Linked DNA regions of Drosophila melanogaster: region 1 is linked to region 2. The links are chromatin contacts, called in public Hi-C maps. All regions are on one chromosome and are shown on one strand. The core of a region is the stretch at or near the end of the contact, and the rest is flanking DNA. Distances in the headings are between cores, read along the strand shown. Region 1 holds the start of Bicra (BRD4 interacting chromatin remodeling complex associated protein). Region 2 holds the start of CG1951.

Evidence for each region. Hi-C and Micro-C count contacts between places; a contact is called where the count stands out from the background.
Region 1: a Hi-C map of the Kc167 cell line shows a contact between it and region 2, with 4 times the contacts expected there. The contact joins the promoter of Bicra here to the promoter of CG1951 in region 2. A contact is called at or near these places in 12 of 107 Hi-C or Micro-C datasets (the Clone 8 cell line, the D17-c3 cell line, the Kc167 cell line and 2 more).

The regions. Positions count from the first base shown.
Region 1 is chr3R:29,060,453-29,065,015 of dm6, forward strand. Bicra (BRD4 interacting chromatin remodeling complex associated protein) reads left to right here and starts at 2,588. Exons shown (of 9, transcript NM_001276122.1): 1 at 2,588-2,695; 2 at 3,351-4,160. The coding sequence starts at 4,130. Cul5 (Cullin 5) reads right to left here and starts at 2,523. Exons shown (of 7, transcript NM_143408.3): 1 at 2,430-2,523; 2 at 750-2,353; 3 at 567-687; 4 at 149-506; 5 at 1-88. The coding sequence starts at 2,438.
Region 2 is chr3R:29,025,634-29,030,083 of dm6, forward strand. It overlaps CG1951, which reads left to right and starts at 1,603. Exons shown (of 6, transcript NM_143398.4): 1 at 1,603-1,836; 2 at 1,904-2,503; 3 at 2,734-3,609; 4 at 3,665-3,884; 5 at 3,944-4,120; 6 at 4,189-4,450. The coding sequence starts at 1,710. CG14518 reads left to right here. Exons shown (of 3, transcript NM_143396.3): 3 at 281-526. The coding sequence ends at 442. It overlaps eIF4E6 (eukaryotic translation initiation factor 4E6), which reads right to left and starts at 1,541. Exons shown (of 2, transcript NM_143397.2): 1 at 1,455-1,541; 2 at 806-1,395. The coding sequence starts at 1,368. The coding sequence ends at 847.

The DNA.
Region 1 (4,563 bases), core at 1,338-3,837, 36 kb after region 2:
CTGATCGCCGCCGGTTCCATGAGCAGGATCTGTTTCTTTATCTTAGGGAACGCTACCAGCGACCACAACGTTCGCCTCAGTTCGGGATCTTAAAAATACACAAATAATTATCATCAAAGCGAAAAGTAAATTTGCAAGCAATCCTAACCTGGTAGTTCTGTGGCCAGGCGGAGATTCTCGTAGGAAATTTTGTCATGCTGACGCTGATTCCAGGCAAACAAGACGGCCATCTGGAAAGTGGTCACATCCAGATCGTAGCGCCCGAAGTTATTCACAAAGGTGATAGTGCCATTGCTCATGTGATGGTACCACTGCAGCTTACGGCCGGAATGCTTCTTCTTGTAAAACTCCTCCACATCAGGAATATAGTCCTCGAGCTCGATGGGCAGTGAGACCGAGACTCGCTCCGAACAGCGGGCCCAGGCACCCGCGTTGAGTATTTTTATGTTGATAGCATCGTGCCGACTTATCGAGGTGCGGAATTGAGTATTTAAGTCTTCGCTGACCTATATACGAAAGGGGATAATGAATAAACCTGCTCCTAACATCAGTCTGGTAAAACCTACCTTTATGTCTTGGAACATGCGCGCCAGCCGATTCACGTAGTCCGCCGGCATGCCCACCTCCCTCAGCCACTCGACTATGTCCTCCTCCTTTTCGCTGTCCGCACTGGTCCCCAGAATCAAGCTGTAATTGGAGGAACAAGAGTATGTAATCGCTTCATTTGAAACATTATGCAGTCAACTTACCGCCTCGTCAAATGAACTTTGTGATAGCGCATAAAGACGTCCTTGTTGTTGACGTACTTCAGGACCAAGAGGACATCGCGCAGACGGGCGTCGATCTGTTCGCTGGTGAGGCGTTTGCTGAGCGGCGTTCGCCGCAGCAGCATGTCGCAATAGTTGGCCAGTAGTTCCGGGCATTTGCTCTCCGGCGCTGTGTACTTTACACCCCGATTGGCGATACTCGTGGGTAGCTCCATCTTGAACACGCTGGTGTCGTTGACTACCGTCTTAAAAGCAATGTCGCGGGCAGTGAGGAAGCGGGGATCGTCGTTGAAGGCGTTGCGTACCAGGTCGCTGAACTTGTTGAACAGCTCAAGTAGCCGCTCAACGTACTTTTCCGAATCCTGGGTAATCACCTCCGAAGCGGACAGCATGTCGGCCAGTCCGGCGGACATGATGTGACGCTGCAGGTCACCCATCATGGGCTCCACGCCAACGCCGTGCATCACTCTATCCATCAGGCGGAACATGAGATTCAATCGCTCCGTTTCATAGTCCCTGATCAAAGCCGGACACTCGGCGATGATTGAGTTGAGGTGGTCCACTATGAGCACATTAACCAGCGTGTAAGTAAGTATACTGAAGCTGCTGGGCTCCAGATACCGCTTGGCCCTAACCTCCTCCTCACGCAACTTTGAGTCGGCGTATTTCATATAGGCCAGCACTCCGTTCTCTTGCTGTTGTTCGGCGGATTTCAGGCGATAGAACTCGACAGTGGCCTTAAGGTACGCCATCTCAAAGTTCTCCCTGTAGATCTCTAGTTTGTCCTCTGCATTCGAGGAGAGATTCACATAGCTCTCGCGCACGCCTACCACTAGCTGGGCATCATAGGCATCGCCGTTCCGCTCGGCGTGCACAATCTTCATGGCCGACTCCTGCAGACGATGCTTGATGTCGTGGAATATGTGCTTGTTCCAGGAGTCCAGCATTAGTTTTCGTACAGGACTGTCCTCCGTGGGGTTTTTCTTGGAGGTAGAGGTGCTGCTGCTGGAGCTCCCACTTCCGGAAGCAGCTGCAGCTGCCGCTGCTGAGCTTGTGGAGGCGGATGTGGAGGCTGCAGCAGCGGCGGCTGAAGTGGAGGCTCCAGCTGCGGCTGAGGTGGAGGCTCCTGACTTTCCAGCCTGGCCGCTGCAGGAAGTAGCTGCTGCCGCCGCGGCGGCACTCGTACTCGCTCCCGAGGCGGAGACGGATGCGGAGGAGCTGCTGCCACTGGAGGAGGGCTTCACCTGGGGCGACTGCTCCAGCTGGCGGAAAGGCAGCGGCAGGTAGTTGGACTGTGTAAAGAACTTCCGCCACTCCACAATATAGGTGGCCAGAAGGGCCTGCTCGCCCCGTTGCGCTTGCACCTGGCTTTGGGCCTGGACGATAAACTCAACGATGTCCTGCTGCAGGCAGTCGTAGATCTTGGCCGCGCCCTTCTCGTCCCACAGGCACACGAAGTGTACGCCGAAGAATAGGTCCTGCCATTCGCGCTGCGACACCGTGTCCTGGCGCAGTAGCTTTAAAACTATTCGCCTTTTGTCCGGCCAAACTTCCTCGAAGATGTCCCTGTCCCGTTTCCCGATTGCCTGTCGTACAGGGAGATAAAGGTATATGTGCACACTGAACTCTATATGCGTTTTCATCGCCGATCAGGTCACTTACCCGTAGCATTTTGATCGTAGCAATCTCTTTGTTTTTGTTGCTGCGTCCGCTTCACTTCATTTATATTTATTTTTTGTAATTAGGCGATACGATACGATAGTTGGCTATCGACCAGTGTTGGTAAAATTTCGCCCGTAGGGCTTATCGCCCATCGACCAATCGATTTCGGGCAGTCGATAAAACAACAGTTCGGAGTGCAGCAAAAGTGCGGGAAATCTGCGGAAATGTTATTAATCGAACATTAAGGGATACCTCGCCCAGCCGCGGTAATAATAACCAAGGAGAAATAGGGCAATAATACAAAGTTGTCTTGTCGAGGGTTTTGTGAAGTTCGCTAGTTTGCCCACTTCGTTTTGGTTTTTTTCTTCTCTACCTCTTCGTGCGCGAGTGAGACAAAAGCAGTACTAGCAGACATCTCGGTCTAGCACACGTCCCCGACCTAATGTCTGGTCTGCATTGTTTCAGGGCTGTCAGATGTGCCTGAAATACTCAGTTCCGCATTTCAAAATATCGCTTACTATTTCGTGTTCTAAAAATAATATATTTTGTTTTTAGTGCGGAAACTTGTATGGTTTTCTTTATATTCTTATTTGTTAAACTAGTAAAATAAAGTTATTTATCAATTTAATTTCGTTACGTTATTGCCGTCTTGATGTTTATTTACATTCAAAAAGTCTTTCACAGACAGGTGTCAACCCTAGTTTTTATAACTTATCGTAAACAACGCGCTTAAATCTTTATAAATCACAAAGAGTTTTCTAAGCTTTTATTAAAGTGACTGTTTTATTTATAAACATTGAATTCTTGTAGAAAACCATATTTTTTAGAGTGAATACAATCGATGGTTGCGGGGCAAACATCGATGCTGCCAGTTATCTGTATACATCGATAGTATCGACTAACCATCGGCTTCTCTTCCAGCTCTAGCATTCACCATTTCCCTTTGTTTGCGGCGGCGGCGCTCGTTGTACGGCCGTGCGAATCGAGAGAAAAACGCATAAAATCGGGGAAAGTGCACTAGCCCCGTGCTGCAATGTAAATAAACAAGGCTCTGATGAGCAGTTGCCGATCAAGTGCTTCGATTAGCCAGCAAAATGTGCGTACAAGGCGAGAATCAGTGACGAAAACAACAACTACGTGCTGCTGCGTTCATTGACGTGACGCGCGAGAGTGAATGTGTGCGTGCGTGTGTGTTTGTGTGTGTGTGCTGGCTGCTGGCGAGTGAGTGTGTGCGTGCTCCCCATATGTGTGTTGTCGAAAAAGCGTTTTTCAAACCACAAGCCAGCAACAAACAAATCACAACAGCACGTCACAAATTGCAATAGAAGCAGAAGCAGCAACACCTCAAATCAAAAAAAGGCCCCACAACAACAACATCTGTCGAGTTCTCAGAGAGTGAGAAAAAGAAAGAGCGCGTTAGAGTGAGAGAGGGGCAAAAAGAAAGTCAACAGTCGCGTGTGAAATGAAATTCGAAAGATGTCCGCGTGTGTGTGTGTTGAGTGTATAGAATTGAGTAAGAAGCAGCGCGGCAAAAGGAAATAAGCAAAAGCAATAGCCAAAAGGAACCAACAACCAGCAGCAACAAATTACCCAATGAATCAATCAAAATTGGCATAATTTGCATTCGCCGACGTTATTGTCTATAAAACCCCCCTGAAAAAAACACCACACAACAGAAGAGCAGCACAAATCTTTTGCCAATGAGTCGCAGACAGTCATTGGATCGACCAGGTGAGAAAATGCCAATCAAAAACACACACAAAAAAACTACGAATAGAAAATCCAAATTCGTAATCACGCTTACTGAGAGCAAGAGCAAGAGCGTGCAGCATCCGATTCTGATTTTAAAAATGCACTTGCGCACGTTCTCTTCGCCGCTCTTCTCGCTGCTTCGCTCTCGCTGCTCTTTCGTGCTAAAAATAAACGCTGGCTGCGCAGCTGCTCCCAAACACTTGAACTTTGTAAACACCTCCGACACTCCAACAATTCGGCCATTGTACAGTGACAAAAACCAGCGTAATTATGAGTCTTCATCAAAAAGCCAAATCACTGAAAACTATAAATGAATGCAAGGGGCGGCCATCCGCTCTCCACTCGCTCGCCATTCTATTTTTAACCCGACTTTCATCACTCT
Region 2 (4,450 bases), core at 353-2,852:
AAATTCCAAGTTTACACACTTTTGAGACTGTCAAGAAACTCTTTACACATTTTGTTTTCCTACTTTGTTTTGTTCTTTTTCTTAGAACGAACTAGATTTTTCCGTTATTTTTGGCTTTGCATTGCTTTTTACAACGCTTTTATTGAAATTTGTTGACTTTGCCTGTGAAATTTTGCTGATCAAATTATTAAATTTAATAAAATGCCTGGAAAGAGATTAACTTTTGAAGTTACCCAATTAATAAACTATAACCACCATGTATATATTTATCATTAACTAGGGCCTGCAGCAAGTCAAGAACTTCTATCTCAGGTCCGAGAAGCTGCCCACGCCCATTCCCACTGGAGAATATCTGCTGATGATTGACTGGGTGTTCAACAAGAAACCGCAGGCTGCCACAAATGTTTACTTCACATTTGTGGAGGACCTAAAAGATAGTTAACGAATCAATCGTTCAGACCAAAATGTTTAAACTGAACTGTAATTACAAAATAAACAATATAAGTCTATATTGTTTTAGCCGATGAAAATTATATGGAATTTTGGCTTTGCCATCAACGAGAAATTGTTTCTATCCGTGATCTGTGGAATACAAATGCGACTATTAAGTCTTTGTTCCTGAGACCATCAAGAGCACTTCCAGCAGCCAGCGCAATATCGTAATCGTAATTTAAAACAAACAATACAAAAATAATTACCAATTAAGCCCATTTTAAATTCACATTCCGTATTGCAAAGCACAAAATAGCCTTGTGTCCAGTGGTATCCAGAAAACCGGCCCATTTAATAAGCTTTTAAAAACGTTGAGGGATGTGCAATAGTTAGTTTATTCGTCTCTTTGGGATTTTAGCACTGTTCGTTACACTCATCGCCCGCGTCTGCCTTTGTCCATACGGAGATTTTGTTGATATTTTTGCGAATCCTGACAAAAGCCCCACAAATCTGATCGCAGTGATCGCAGGCCTCGCCAATCATGCAAAGAAGCACGTCCAGCCAAGTTTTGTCCAGTTCGGCTGTGGACCTTTTATCCACTTTATATGTCCAACGACCTCCGCCCTTGTTCGGCGGATCCTCCCACATGGGGCGAATGCCCTTCTTGAAGAGCATGTAATCACAGCCGCGGTTGAGCTTGGATGGCGTATCGATGCGGAAATACAGGTTCCAGAAGTCCTCGACGGTATTGAAGCTGTCAATCTCCTTCAGCATGTCCTCCCATGATATTTCAGGGTCGTACTTTACGCCCCACAGGGTCCATGTGTTCTGCAGCCGGTGCTTGTTTGTGGCACCCAACGATGCCAGTTTGTTATTATCCAGAGAAGTCCCCATTTTAAATTCCGATGACTCTTTGGTTTGCCTTAAGTTTTCCATTTCGCAGATACTCTATGCTGAAGCCCCCTTTTAAAATGCATTCGTAGAATTCGTAGAATTGTTTTTAATGGACTTACAATATTTACCGACGAATGTGGTCAAGCTTAGAGCATTTGATCATTTAATTATTGACGTTAAAGCAATGCACTGTCAATTAGGAAACAATCGTGATTACTAATGGCTGCATTTATATGTAAAATACATTTGACAGGCAATCGAAACATATCGATATATCGCGTGATGCTATCGTGAGAGGTTGGCCCAGCGCTAGTATTGATTGTTAAACAAAAAGGAATTTTGCACTAACTTGTGGGCCGCAGTTACTGCAAATTCGCGCCAGGATGGACATGATAAACAAGTTCTACTCATCCGCCGTACAGACGGTGTCCACACTGTCCGGCGTTCTGCCCGGGAACAATGTGACGCGGGAGTACGAGGTGCTGGAACAGGTGTGCACTGCCGGAGTGGGTGAGTTTACCTGCATTGCTAGTTGAACATATTGTGGCTTGCTGATACCGAGTAATCCCACTGCCAGGTCTGATGTGGAAGGTGTACAATGGCCACAAGAAGAGCACCAAACAGGAAGTGTCCGTCTTCGTGTTCGAGAAAAAGTCGTTGGAGCGCTGGTCGAAGGATGACCGGGAGACCATGCTGGAAACACTGCGTCGCGGGGTTCAACAGCTAACAAAAATTCGACATCCTCACGTGCTAACCGTACAGCATCCACTGGAGGAGAGTCGGGACTCGCTTGCCTTCGCCACGGAGCCGGTTTTTGCCTCCCTAGCCAACGTGGTCGGCGACAACGTCCGCTCCGAAAAGAAGCTCTATGATGTAGAGATTCGACACGGTCTGCTGCAGCTCTTCGATGGCCTGCAGTTCCTTCACCAAGACGCCAAGATTGTGCACCGCAACATTAGCGCCGAGACAATCGTGATCAACAAGAACCGCAGCTGGAAGCTGTTCGGATTTGATTTCTGCATTGCCAACCAACCGGCCACCGATGGCACACCCCACTGGCCCTTTCGGGAGTACACCACATCCCTGCACGTCCTGGCACAGCCCAGCTTGGAGTACACAGCACCGGAGCTGGCCTTGAACAGTGTCAACACACCAGACAGTGATCTGTTCTCATTGGGTAGGTACCGAGTTATATCATAGGAATGAATATAATTTCGCATGAGTCATAGCCAGCCAAGTATTTGATCTTGTTGATAATTTACGTATAAAAGTAAATTTTTCTGCGATTATTGAAATAAGTCAACAGATAAGGTATTTTATAAATAGCTAAGCGTTTTAATACAAGGTATCTTTCATATTAAGTAACCAGATATAGAATCGTATTTATTGAGTCTTCCTTTGCTGCAGGCGTTCTAATTTTCACCATTTATGCCGGCAAGCCCCTGAAAATGTTTGGCAGTGATTACAGCAGCTTTCGTCGCTACGCAAATGATCTGAACCAGCGAAAGTATCCACCCATGAACGCAGTTCCCAGCGAGCTGACTGAAAGCCTTAAAGCGCTGCTGCATCCCAGTGCCAACCTGCGACCGAAGCTGCATGAGCTAAAGCAGATCGCCTACTTTCAAGATGTCGGGGTTAAGACACTTAGCTATTTGGACTCGCTATACCAGTGGGACAACCTGCAGAAGTCAAAGTTTTATAAGGGTCTACCGCAGATCATTCCGACGCTACCGCACCGGGTCAATTTGCATTCGATTCTTCCCTATCTCGTCAAAGAGTTCGTCAACTCGCCAATGATACCGTTTGTGCTGCCCAACGTTTTGCTTATTGCTGAGATGAGCAGCCAACGAGAGTACTGCGACCACATCCTTCCGCACTTGAAGCCGATCTTTAAACTTACGGACCCCATCCAGATTCTGCTGATCTTTATGCAGAAAATGGATCTGCTGCTCAAGCTAACGCCAGCGGAAGAGGTGAAGCAGAGTGTTCTGCCGCTACTTTATCGCTCTCTGGAATGCGACATGCCACAGATCCAGGACCTCTGTCTAGCGGTGCTTCCAACATTTTCCACTCTGATTGACTACAACGCCATGAAGAACTCCGTGCTGCCACGAATCAAGAAACTGTGTCTGCAGAGCAGCAATGTGTCGGTAAAGGTTAACTGCCTGATCTCCATCGGCAAGTTGTTGGAAAACTTGGACAAGTGGCTTGTGCTAGACGAGATTTTGCCATTCTTGCAGCAGATCCAAAGCCGCGAACCTGCTATCATTATGGGAATTATTGGTAAGCTTTGAAATTAACACCAATTGTCGTTTTATAACTATTCTCCTTATTTTAGGCATTTATAAAATCGCAATGACAAATACCAAACTGGGCATAACAAAGGACGTGATGGCACACAAATGCATCCCTTATCTGGTACCATTAAGTGTGGAGAACGGCCTTACCATTGCTCAATTCAACACGATTATAAGCCTCATCAAGGAGATGATGGGGCGGGTGGAACAGGAGCAGCGGGAAAAGCTGCAGCAGCTGTCCACCATACAGAGAGACAATAAGTAAGTGCGAATTTCTGTGTGCAGCAGATGCATTTTATTTTAATTATAACTTCGTTCAGACCCAAAGACGCTTCCGAAATATTGGCCAACGAGCTGGAGAACTCTACTCTCTCCCCCTACGGTTCCATCAATGGTAATAAGATCAACGATGACATGTTCTCCGGATTCACTGTTGGACAGCCGAAAGCAGCCATCGGCGCTGCAATAGCACCGGCTAAAGCTAGGGAGCAGCTCAAGTAGGATTCACTCAAGATGGAGACAAAGAAATGCTCCAAAAACTCAAAAAAAACGTCTGTAATTTCAGAATATCGCACAATACCATATCAGCTCCGCCAGCAGCCAGACCTGACATCCTCTCCTCGATGATGCAGAGCAACCTCACTGGTCTGGGTACAATTACAGTGGCAGCTGCTCCGCCACCTACAACTACACAAATGCCGTCAAACAATGGTTGGCACAGTGCGAATCCCCTTGTGATGAACCATCAGTTGGCCTCTCCTCAAGCCAGCAACAACAATTCCTTTTCGCTGGACGACCTGGATCCCTTCGCTGGTGGCAGACCCTCT